Regions from separate parts of the Mus musculus genome. Here region 1 is linked to region 2. The links are chromatin contacts, called in public HiChIP or PLAC-seq maps. All regions are on one chromosome and are shown on one strand. The core of a region is the stretch at or near the end of the contact, and the rest is flanking DNA. Distances in the headings are between cores, read along the strand shown. Region 1 overlaps Sumf2 (sulfatase modifying factor 2). Region 2 overlaps Adgrd1 (adhesion G protein-coupled receptor D1).

The links. HiChIP or PLAC-seq counts read pairs in DNA pulled down with a chosen protein or histone mark.
Region 1: an H3K27ac HiChIP or PLAC-seq map of embryonic stem cells shows a contact between it and region 2, with 2.9 times the contacts expected there. The contact joins two enhancer-like sites. A contact is called at or near these places in 2 of 115 datasets of contacts at active chromatin or transcription factors (both in embryonic stem cells) and 1 of 9 other capture datasets (embryonic stem cells).

Annotation. Positions count from the first base shown.
Region 1 is chr5:129,861,719-129,866,506 of GRCm38.p6, forward strand. Sumf2 (sulfatase modifying factor 2) reads left to right here. Exons shown (of 9, transcript NM_026445.2): 9 at 921-2,233. The coding sequence ends at 1,005. Phkg1 (phosphorylase kinase gamma 1) reads right to left here. Exons shown (of 10, transcript NM_011079.3): 7 at 4,478-4,568; 8 at 4,199-4,352; 9 at 3,257-3,382; 10 at 1,713-2,971. The coding sequence ends at 2,723. Among named protein-coding and RNA genes, the nearest start is that of Phkg1, 15 kb to the right of the region's middle. Within about 2 kb of position 2,958, at least 35 of the 459 cell types and tissues checked have an H3K27ac peak or open chromatin away from gene starts, as enhancers often do. A contact at or near this core is called in embryonic stem cells, where this site is marked.
Region 2 is chr5:129,152,886-129,157,485 of GRCm38.p6, forward strand. All of the region lies in intron 13 of Adgrd1 (adhesion G protein-coupled receptor D1), which reads left to right. Among named protein-coding and RNA genes, the nearest start is that of Gm46923, 39 kb to the left of the region's middle. Within about 2 kb of position 2,851, at least 35 of the 459 cell types and tissues checked have an H3K27ac peak or open chromatin away from gene starts, as enhancers often do. A contact at or near this core is called in embryonic stem cells, where this site is marked.

The sequences.
Region 1 (4,788 bases), core at 1,708-4,207, 710 kb after region 2:
CCAGCAGAAGGTGTGGCCCAGAGTAAAGGCCCGCCTCAAAAGATCTGGATTGGGCCGGAGAGATGGCTCAGTGGATAAGAGCACTGGCTGCTCTTCCAGAGGTCCTGAGTTCAATTCCCAGCAACCACATGGTGGCTCACAACCATCCGTAATGAGATTTGATGCCCTCTTCTGGTGTGTCTGAAGACAGCTTCAGTGTACTTACATATAATAAATAAATAAATCTTTAAAGAAAAAAAAAAAAGAAGTGGGTCTTCCTACTTCAAGTTGAGCAAAAATCCTCACAGGTATACCCCTCCATTTCTGAGTTTTAGTTAATTCCAGATGCAGTTGAGGTGACGACCAAGAATAGCCATCACGTGCCGTGCAGCTGTGCTGAGCTGTTCTGCTAAACTTAGAGTGGTCACTAAGATCACCCTCTATTGCAATCCTTTGTGGCCACCCACCGCCCGACTCTGTCCCCTTCCCCCTAGTGGCAGGCACACTTGCTGGACTTGACCTCAGACCAATCATGTTGGTTATGATTCAGTTGCTGTGAAAAGACGCCACGACCAAGGCAACTCTTACGAAAGCAAGCATTTAATGGGATTGCTTACAGTTTCAGAGGGCTAGTCCATGGCCATCATGGTAGGAAGCAGAACATGGTGGAGCTGGAGGGGTACTTGCGAGCTTCACATCCTGACCCACAGGCAGCAGGCAGTCAGAGACCCTGCCTGGGCCTCTCATGGGTTTTTGAAACCTCAAAGCTAATCCCTTGTGATAGTTCCTCCAACAAGGCCACACCTCCCAACCCTTCTAAAACAGTTCCACTCCCTGATGACTAAGCATTCAGGCCATTCTCATTCAGACCACTACAGCTCCTCTCTTCTCGACAGATCCCCACCCCCAGCAGTATGCACCTCTCTTCCTTCTCCATCCAGGATGGGAAACACTCCAGACTCAGCCTCAGACAACCTGGGCTTCCGCTGCGCCTCCAGTGCAGGCCGACCGAAGGAGGACCTGTGAGCAGCCAGACCGAGATCTCCGAAGCACCCTCTCAGCACTGTACCTCCGTGACCATGTTCCAGAGGCAGCTGGCTACCAAGCTCATGCGTCTGAGGGTGGCCTTTTGAGCCCCTCCCCTCTGACAGACACAAAGAACACTCGGACTGCAAGAAGGGACTGCAGTAGCCTGGAAGATGAGGACCTGGATGACCAAGGCTGGGAGCTGGGCTGTCTCTTAAGTGCAGTATTAAGGACAAAGGAACCAAACCCTCCAGTGTCCAAAAGATGACATTTTTTAAACTCTCTCCCTTTTTGCTTTCTCCCTGGCTGGTTCAGCTTTCACTTCTGGGAAATTCTGCAGAAGGAAAATGCTTCCTTTGTGAGGTGTGCCAAAGCCTTGCTGCCAGAACCTAGCCTCGCTGGCCTCTGAAACGAGATACTCAATATGTGGCAAGGCTGGTCTCGAACTCTCGATCCTCCTACCTCAGCTTCCTGGGTCCTGCTGGGATTACACACCACGCCCACTATTTAAAAGCCCCAGTAAAGCAAATGATTTATGAAGTGAAGATGTGCATTGTGGGAGAACCAAAGTCAGTGCCCCTCTAGGAAGACAAATGCCAGAACCTTCTCTGAGAGTTAGCTAATCATGTAGGGCCTTCTGTGTATCCTGCAGACATGTCCCTGAAGAAGAACTGGATCTTATGAGGTCAATAAATCCTTTTTTTTTTTTAAGATTTATTTATTTATTATATGTAAGTACACTGTAGCTGTCTTCAGACACACCAGAAGAGGGCATCAGATCTCGTTACGGATGGTTGTGAGCCACCATGTGGTTGCTGGGACTTGAACACTGGACCTTTGGAAGAGCAGTCGGGTACTCTTACCCACTGAGCCATCACACCAGCCCGAGGTCAATAAATTCTTATGTATATCAGGAAGCACAATATAATTGTTGTTTGAGATAGGGTTTCATGTAGCCCAGGCTAGCCTCAAGCTCCTTGTGTAGCCACAAATGACCTTGAACTCCTGCTTTCACTTCCTCAAATATCCATAACTTTAGCTAGACAGTTATGAGCGCCTGTTCTTGCTGAGGAGGGGTTCAATTCCTACCACCCACAAGGTGGGCTCAGCTATCTATACAACTCCAGTTTCAGGGTTTCTGATGCCTTCTTGTGACCTCTACAGGTACTGCATGCATGTGGGTTACATAAAATGCATGCAGCTAAAACATACATAAAATGCATAAATCTTAAAAAAAAAAACAAGAAAACTATAGACATCAACAAAGGTGCACAGTAGAGAAGCCAGAAGGCTTATAGCTCCCAGAATACATGTGCTCTATGCCCTTCCATTTCTGCCTATCACGGTCTCAGCTGCGTTGGATTTATTATTTATTTATTTATTATCTATTTTAGCTGTACCAGAGGTTGAATTTGGAGACCTTACACTCACCACAGGGTTACATTCCCAGCCTCATTTTTATTTTGAAATAAGCATCACTAGACTTCCCGGGCTGGGCTAGAACCCGTGATCCTACTGTCTCGGGGCAACAGGCACATGCCACAGCACATCCAGCTCCAGCTGTAATTACTGCTGTTTACTGGGAACACCCTGTGCTTCTAGAGGCAAGCCTTTGAGAGCACAGAGTAGGGCCACCTATTCCTTTGCAGAAGGCTACTTGGGGCATCCTCTTCTCACAAGTCCCTCTGTCTGCTTTCCCCTGGGCCCCCGCTGCCCTTCAGAAGTCCTCCTCCTCAGCCAAGGAGAGGAGCACAGCCTTGGGCGTGTTCTCGAAGAGGGCGGCTCTGTTCTGCTGTTGCCCTTTCTTCACCCAGTGGCCGTAGATACGGAAAGCATAGGCGTCAATGAGCCTCCGCAGCGGCCGAAGGGCGTAGGGGTCTCGGATGACGATCTCCCTGGTTACCGGCTTCACCCGACGGTACTGGTAGTAGATCTTTACTGATGCCAGCACAGTTAGACAGATCACCTGCAGGGGGCAGCACTTAGAACCCTCAGCCCGCAGCAAAGCTTGTCGGGAAACCTTAGCTGGCTTTGGGGGTGCCCTTCATGATGTCCCCTATTCCCAGGCTACAAGCATCTGTAGGGATTTAGGTAACAGGGTCGGTTAGCTGACATCCCCTGCAACCAGAAATTGAATTGGAACAGTGGGTACAAGGCATTCCCTCATAGCTTAAAGCTCTGAGAGCCTGGTGCCAGCAGGAGCCAACAGCAGCCTCCCCCAAGAGCCTTAGGGAAGGTTAAATTTCAGTACCTTGAACTTCCCTCGGGGGCTGAAGTGCCGTACTTCTTCTACTACGTACTCCTGAAAGAAAGGGTGTGCCAAGGCCTCTTCCGCCGAGCAGCGGTCCTGAGGTTGCACCACCAAGAATCGAGACACCTGGGAGAACATAAGGGACCTGAGAATATCATGGCAGCGTTCTGGAAAACACCGGGGGGTGAGTGTCGGTCCTGATTGCCAACTTGCTAGGATTTAGGACCACAATGGAAGCAGGTCTCTGGACCTGTCTGTGAGGGATTGTTCACACAGGTTGAGGTGAAAAGCTACACCCTAAATGTGGGTGGTTCCAGTTCATGGGCTGGGGCCCTGGATGGAAAAGAGAAAATGAGCTAGCTAATCCCCAACATTAATCTCCCTCTGCTTCCTGACTGTGGATGGTCCTCACAGATCTGTAGCCATAAACAAACCCTTCCTTCCTTAAGTAGGTTTTTTTTTTTTGGGGGGGGGGGCGTTTCAAGACAGGGTTTCTCTGTGTAGCCCTGGCTGTCCTGGAACTCACTTTGTAGACCAAGCTGGCCTCGAACTCAGAAATCCGCCTGCCTCTGTCTTCCAAGTGCTGGGATTAAAGGCATGTGCCACCATTTCCTGGCCCTTCAGTGGTTTTTGCTAGGTTGTTTTTTTTTTTTTTTAAGATTTATTTATTTATTATATGTAAGTACACTGTAGCTGTCTTCAGACACACCAGAAGAGGGAGTCAGATCTTGTTAGGGATGGTTGTGAGCCACCATGTGGTTGCTGGGATTTGAACTCAGGACCTTCGGAAGAACAGTTGGGTGCTCTTACCTGCTGAGCCATCTCACCAGCCCCTTGCTAGGTATTTTATTAACATTATTGAGACAGATACAGTGATCCCTCCACTCTGGAACATGCTCCTGTCCCTTGACATCTGGGGAGCGGGCGGCCATGGCCTCTCACCAAGTCTTTCACTGTGTCAGAGTAGTCATCCCACTCTGGTGAGCCAAACTGGTATTTGCCGTCCATGATCATCCGCAACATCAGCATTTGCTTCCGGTGCCAGAAAGGCGGGGAGCCAGCCAGCAGAGTGTACATGATGACGCCTGTGCTCCACCTGGAGGGTGGGCGGGGCCTCGTGTCACCTTTAGCCTCACGGGTAGGGGAAGCATGCAGGAGTAGTCTCACTGGAGTCAGGCCACCTCTTCCCCCCCAACCCCCTAGGTCCCCCAGATCACTTACATGTCCACCTCCTTCCCATAGCCAGGATGGCCGTCGTCCATGGAGCACTGTATGATTTCAGGGGCCAGATAACTGGGAGTCCCACAAACCTCTGCGGGAACGGCTGCTATCAGGACAGGACACCAGGGGCCCTCCCTTGGAAGAAGTTACCCAAGAGATCCAAGAGACAGGACAAAAACAGTGCTTGGGAGGGCTCTCCTATTTTACACTCAATAGTAACAGCAGACTACACAGGCTCGGAGGGTCACCTGTGGATTCCTAGGTCCTTTTAGGCACCCGGGCGTGGAGCTCAGGTGGTGGGAACCTGACTC
Region 2 (4,600 bases), core at 1,601-4,100:
CTCCACAGGCAGTAGGTGTTCTTCCAGGTTCTCCATGTGTGCCAGATGATGTGTTCCGACACCAACTTTGGAAATTCTACATGCGGGTGGGTTTTGTAGCTCACTCTGGTGTTCCTGTGCATACCTCCCAGCTTCCATATAGAGAAGGCAGCTCTGTGGGTCTCTGCAGGACCCTTTCTCATTTGCGGTGGCTTGTGGTCTCCAAAAAGGGAGTTTACATGGCACTTGGCTATCGTGTGACTCTTTTGCTCTCAGGAGCCATTGTTGGTTTCCTCCCCTGCATGTTGGGCAGACAGTAGATGATGGTGGGACTAGGTTCTTTAGGTCACTGGGAGCATTGTCTCTGAAGGGGATAATGGGACTCTGTTCTCCTCCTCTCTCCCTCTTTTGATTTCTGGCCATGAGGTGAACAGATTTGTTTCGTCGCCATGCATTCTTTGCTGTTGCCATCTGGAACCTCAAGAGAGGTCCAAAGCAGTGGGTACTCGCCCGTTAGTGTGGAGGAACACAGAAAACTGGGAACTCAAAACAGCCCCTTGCGTGTGTTTGCAAGAGTTGTAGTGACACAGGCTGAGCACACTGTCTAGGGACAGTAGCCAGCACAGAGAAGGCTAAGACATGGTTTATACTGTCAGGGCTTCCCCCAACGCTTGCTCCAGTGAAGAGGCCATGAATTCACTAAAGTTTCTTAGTATATCTGCCCAGTGTTCACCTCTGTTAAACCAAGACGTCACCAGCATAGGTCCCCAAGCCCCTGTAGGGTCAGAGTGCTACACAGAGGCCTGCCTGGGGTCTCTTGTGGGCAAGCCATTACTACATGGGCTGCTTTTTTTTTTTAAACTTGGGTGGCTTGAGTGTGCCCTAGAATGCACTTGGTAGACTTGTGCATACTTGGCTTCCTGCTTTTATATGGATGGAGGGTATGGTGAGGTTCAGTGTGGGATTGGTCCTCAGTTGTCAGGACTTACTGACTTCTCAACACTGATGGGTGTCTGGACAGGCAGCTCCCATGGTGCAGAAGAACACACTTCTGCTAGAGTTGACAGGTAATAACAGAGATGAACCTCGGAGGAGTGGGGGACACAGGGAAACACAGTGGTCTCTGGGACTGTGAACAGGGAGAGTCCAGCCAGAGCCATTCAATAGCAACTTTCCTGGGCCCATTTCCAAGGCTGCTGTGTGAGGTAGGAAGACCAACCCAGGGTGTGCCTGGGCATCGGTGTATGTGGCTTGCTATGCCTCCCAAGTGGGACAACCTTACCCTCTGCCAATTCTCTGCTGCATAAGAGAGAAAGGCTCAACTTCATCTGCATCTGAGTCCCATGCTCCCATCTTCCAGTCTGACCTTGGCCTTACTATCACCGGGATAAGATAGCCACAGCCTCCTAGCTGCCCCCTCTTTCAGTCTTGCCCCTTCTTGTAACTTAGTGCCCAGAGGACTATTCAAAATGTGGCTAGAGAGACAGCTCAGTGACTGAGAACATGGGTTGCTCTTGCAGAGGACCAGGGTTCAGTTCCCAGTATCTGCACGGCATGTACCAGTCATTCAGTTCCAGGGGGCTCTGTCGCTGTCTTCTGGCCTCTGTAGACACTGCAAGCTAAACCGTTCACGCATATAAAAAAATAAGAAATTAATAAATCTTCAAAGTGCTTTAAAATAGTCACCCATCTGCTTAAAACCTTTCCCTGTGTCCTCTACACTCCCAGCCTCAAGCCACCACAACCTCCTCCTGGCTCTTCCCCACCCGAGTCAGGACCTAGGCTTACATTCTTCCTCCACCAATGGGATGTTCTCCTACAGGCACCTGCATGGTTACCACCATCCCAGATTCTGTCCCACAGCCCAATCATCCTCCAAGAGCCAGCCATACAGCACAGCCACACCCTATCATCCCTGCTACCTTTATTCCCTATCTGTCTTCTCTGGTTTAAAAAAAAAAAGAGGGGCTGGTGAGATGGCTCAGTGGGTAAGAGCACCCGACTGCTCTTCCGAAGGTCAGGAGTTCAAATCCCAGCAACCACATGGTGGCTCACAACCATCCGTAACAAGATCTGACTCCCTCTTCTGGAGTGTATGAAGACAGCTACAGTGTACTTACATATAACCAATAAATAAATCTTTAAAAAAAAAAAAAAGAGCCAGGTAAGGATGGGGTCCTGGAGGGGAGAAGGACAAAAGAGGAAGAATACAACCTCTAGGGCTCTACCAGTATGCCGACTGAATAAATGAATGAAAGAAGACTTTGCACACAGCTCTCTGACCCTGAGTCACATGGGCACACAACGGGTCAGGGTGAGCCCAGACATGCCACCTGAGCTCCGAGAACAGTGATTTTTTTTTTTTACCTGAGCCTCTTGCTTCACTATCTGGCCTTGACAACACTAAACTGTTCCTGGACCCCTATGTTTCCACTTCCGGCCCCCACCCAGACTAAGCACGGAGGTGTTCTTTGCCTGTTTGTTCCGGAGCCTCCTCTTTGACCTTGAGAAGCTACAATAGTCTTGTGATCCTCCCTCCCAGGCTAGACCAAGGTTCTGCAAGAGGTAGATTCAGTTGCCTCTCTATCTGCTGTGAACCCTCCCCAGCTTCCCTAATACCCTGGTGGGGTGAGGACAAGCCTTCCCAGGGCCCACACACAGCATGGATGGCTCCCATCCGGTCCCCACCCCCACCCCACCTTTCTCGCCTAGGTGCTTTGACACCTGAGGTTCCTTCTGCTCTCCAGGTTCCTGAAACTCTCATCACTCCCGAAGGAGCTGGTGAGGCTTGCCCTCCAAGTCCCTCCCTCAGGACACCTATGTCCTCCTTGAGTCATTGATGTTTCTTTGAGGCCGGATCTGTACATTCGTTCCTGTGTGTAGGTGTGGCATGCAGCACACAGTAGGAGCTGCCACTGCAGGGGAAACACCCTATTCCTGATACCTAGTCAGTTTTGGGCGGGGGCAGGTATCAGGCCCAAGGCTTAGAGTTCATTGGGCCTGGGAGACTCACCGCACTGAGCTGGAACGCAGCAGCCGGAGTCTCTGTGGTAGAGCTCCAGCTGTGCCCTGTTTCTCCACACTCCTCCTAGGCTGAAGCCCCCACGGCTTCCCCACCAAGCCAAAGTCTCCTTGCTGTGCCTAGATGATGGCTCAGGGGCAAGTCACCAGTCCTGCAGAGGAGGCTCACTTACTTGTTCTAAGACTGGACAATAGAGAAACTGCAAGAGACAGAAGCTAAGACAGCGCTATTGTTAAGTCCCAGAGAAGCTATATTGTAACGATGCTAATGGGGGTCAAAACAAAAGGAGAAAAATCCGCCCACTTCCCTAGGTCTGGGTCTAGCTTTACAGATGTCTAATGCACACAGAGGGTTACGTGGCGGGAATTACAATGTACCCGAGATCTGTTTCCTTGGCTAATTATTTTCACCGTCTCTACAAAAGCAAACTGGTCTCTGGGAGATTTATTCACACAGAAATCACTGCAGAGGGGAGCCGAGTGCTGTCAAGGATCTGGTGTGTTCTTTGTTTATCTGGCTTCTTTGCAAAATGGATCCTCGTTTTATTTATCTATGGGGGGGGGGGGGATTTCTGTGTCCTGGCTCACCTGTGGAGTGCAGAAACAAAGAAACAACTTTCGGGAGTTGTTTCTTTGTTTCCACCAAGTGGGTCCCAGGGATGGAACTCAAATTGTCAGGCTGAGCAGCAAGCAACTTTACCTGCTGAGCCATCTCCCCAGCCCCACATGCATTGGAGTTTTTTAAGATTACTTGGTGTCAGTGGAGTGTGTCTCTGCTTAGGTGCTTTCTCTTTTTCCCAGACTCCTTCCTGCAGCAGGCACTGGGGTCACCAGAGCCACAAGTCATCCTGAAGCCGAGTGATGGAGATTCCATCACTCTGCCGTGCCGCACACTCTGGTTTCTGTCCTAGCTTTTAGAACTCAGGCAGATGCAGAGATATGCCACCTAGTCTTTGCCAGTGGTTCCAGGTAGATGACCTGGCTTCACTGTCACAACGGAAAAACCACCCACAGTGCTGGGTATCACCCACAGGTGCTGATATTGGGATTCCTCCAGCCTCCCAGCCTCGTCTGTCACATTGTTGGGTGCCTACTCTTATCTGACAGCCCAGGGCCACCTCTCCTCCTGAGAGGAACAAGGCCTCTGGTGACATTGGTCTATCCTGCATAGAGGGCAAGGCTAGGGACTGAAATTGAATATTTGCTTTCTGGAGCAAATGAGGCAGGTGTAGTGCCCAGGGTTACCCAGTACATGTGAACCCCTTATCATTTGCACCCCCTAATTGAAACAGAGGTGAGACCTTAGTCTCTTCTGCCCAGCTTTTGGCTGTCTGCATCTTTGTTTATCAATCACAATTAACTGGGGACAGGGCCACTTTGCCTGCATCTACATGGGGACTCTCTTGCCTCTGGGGCAACCAGTTTTTTGGGGCCCCAAATTATCATTTGAATCCAAGCAGCATCAGGCCAACCCACTATAGAACAGGGTGGCTGTGAGAGTGGGGCCTGCTCTGGGGCTTTGAAACCTTGGGAAAGGAGAGTGGGATCTAGGGGACACAAGAGTGTGTAGAAAAAAAAAAGGGAGGGAAATACAACAGTG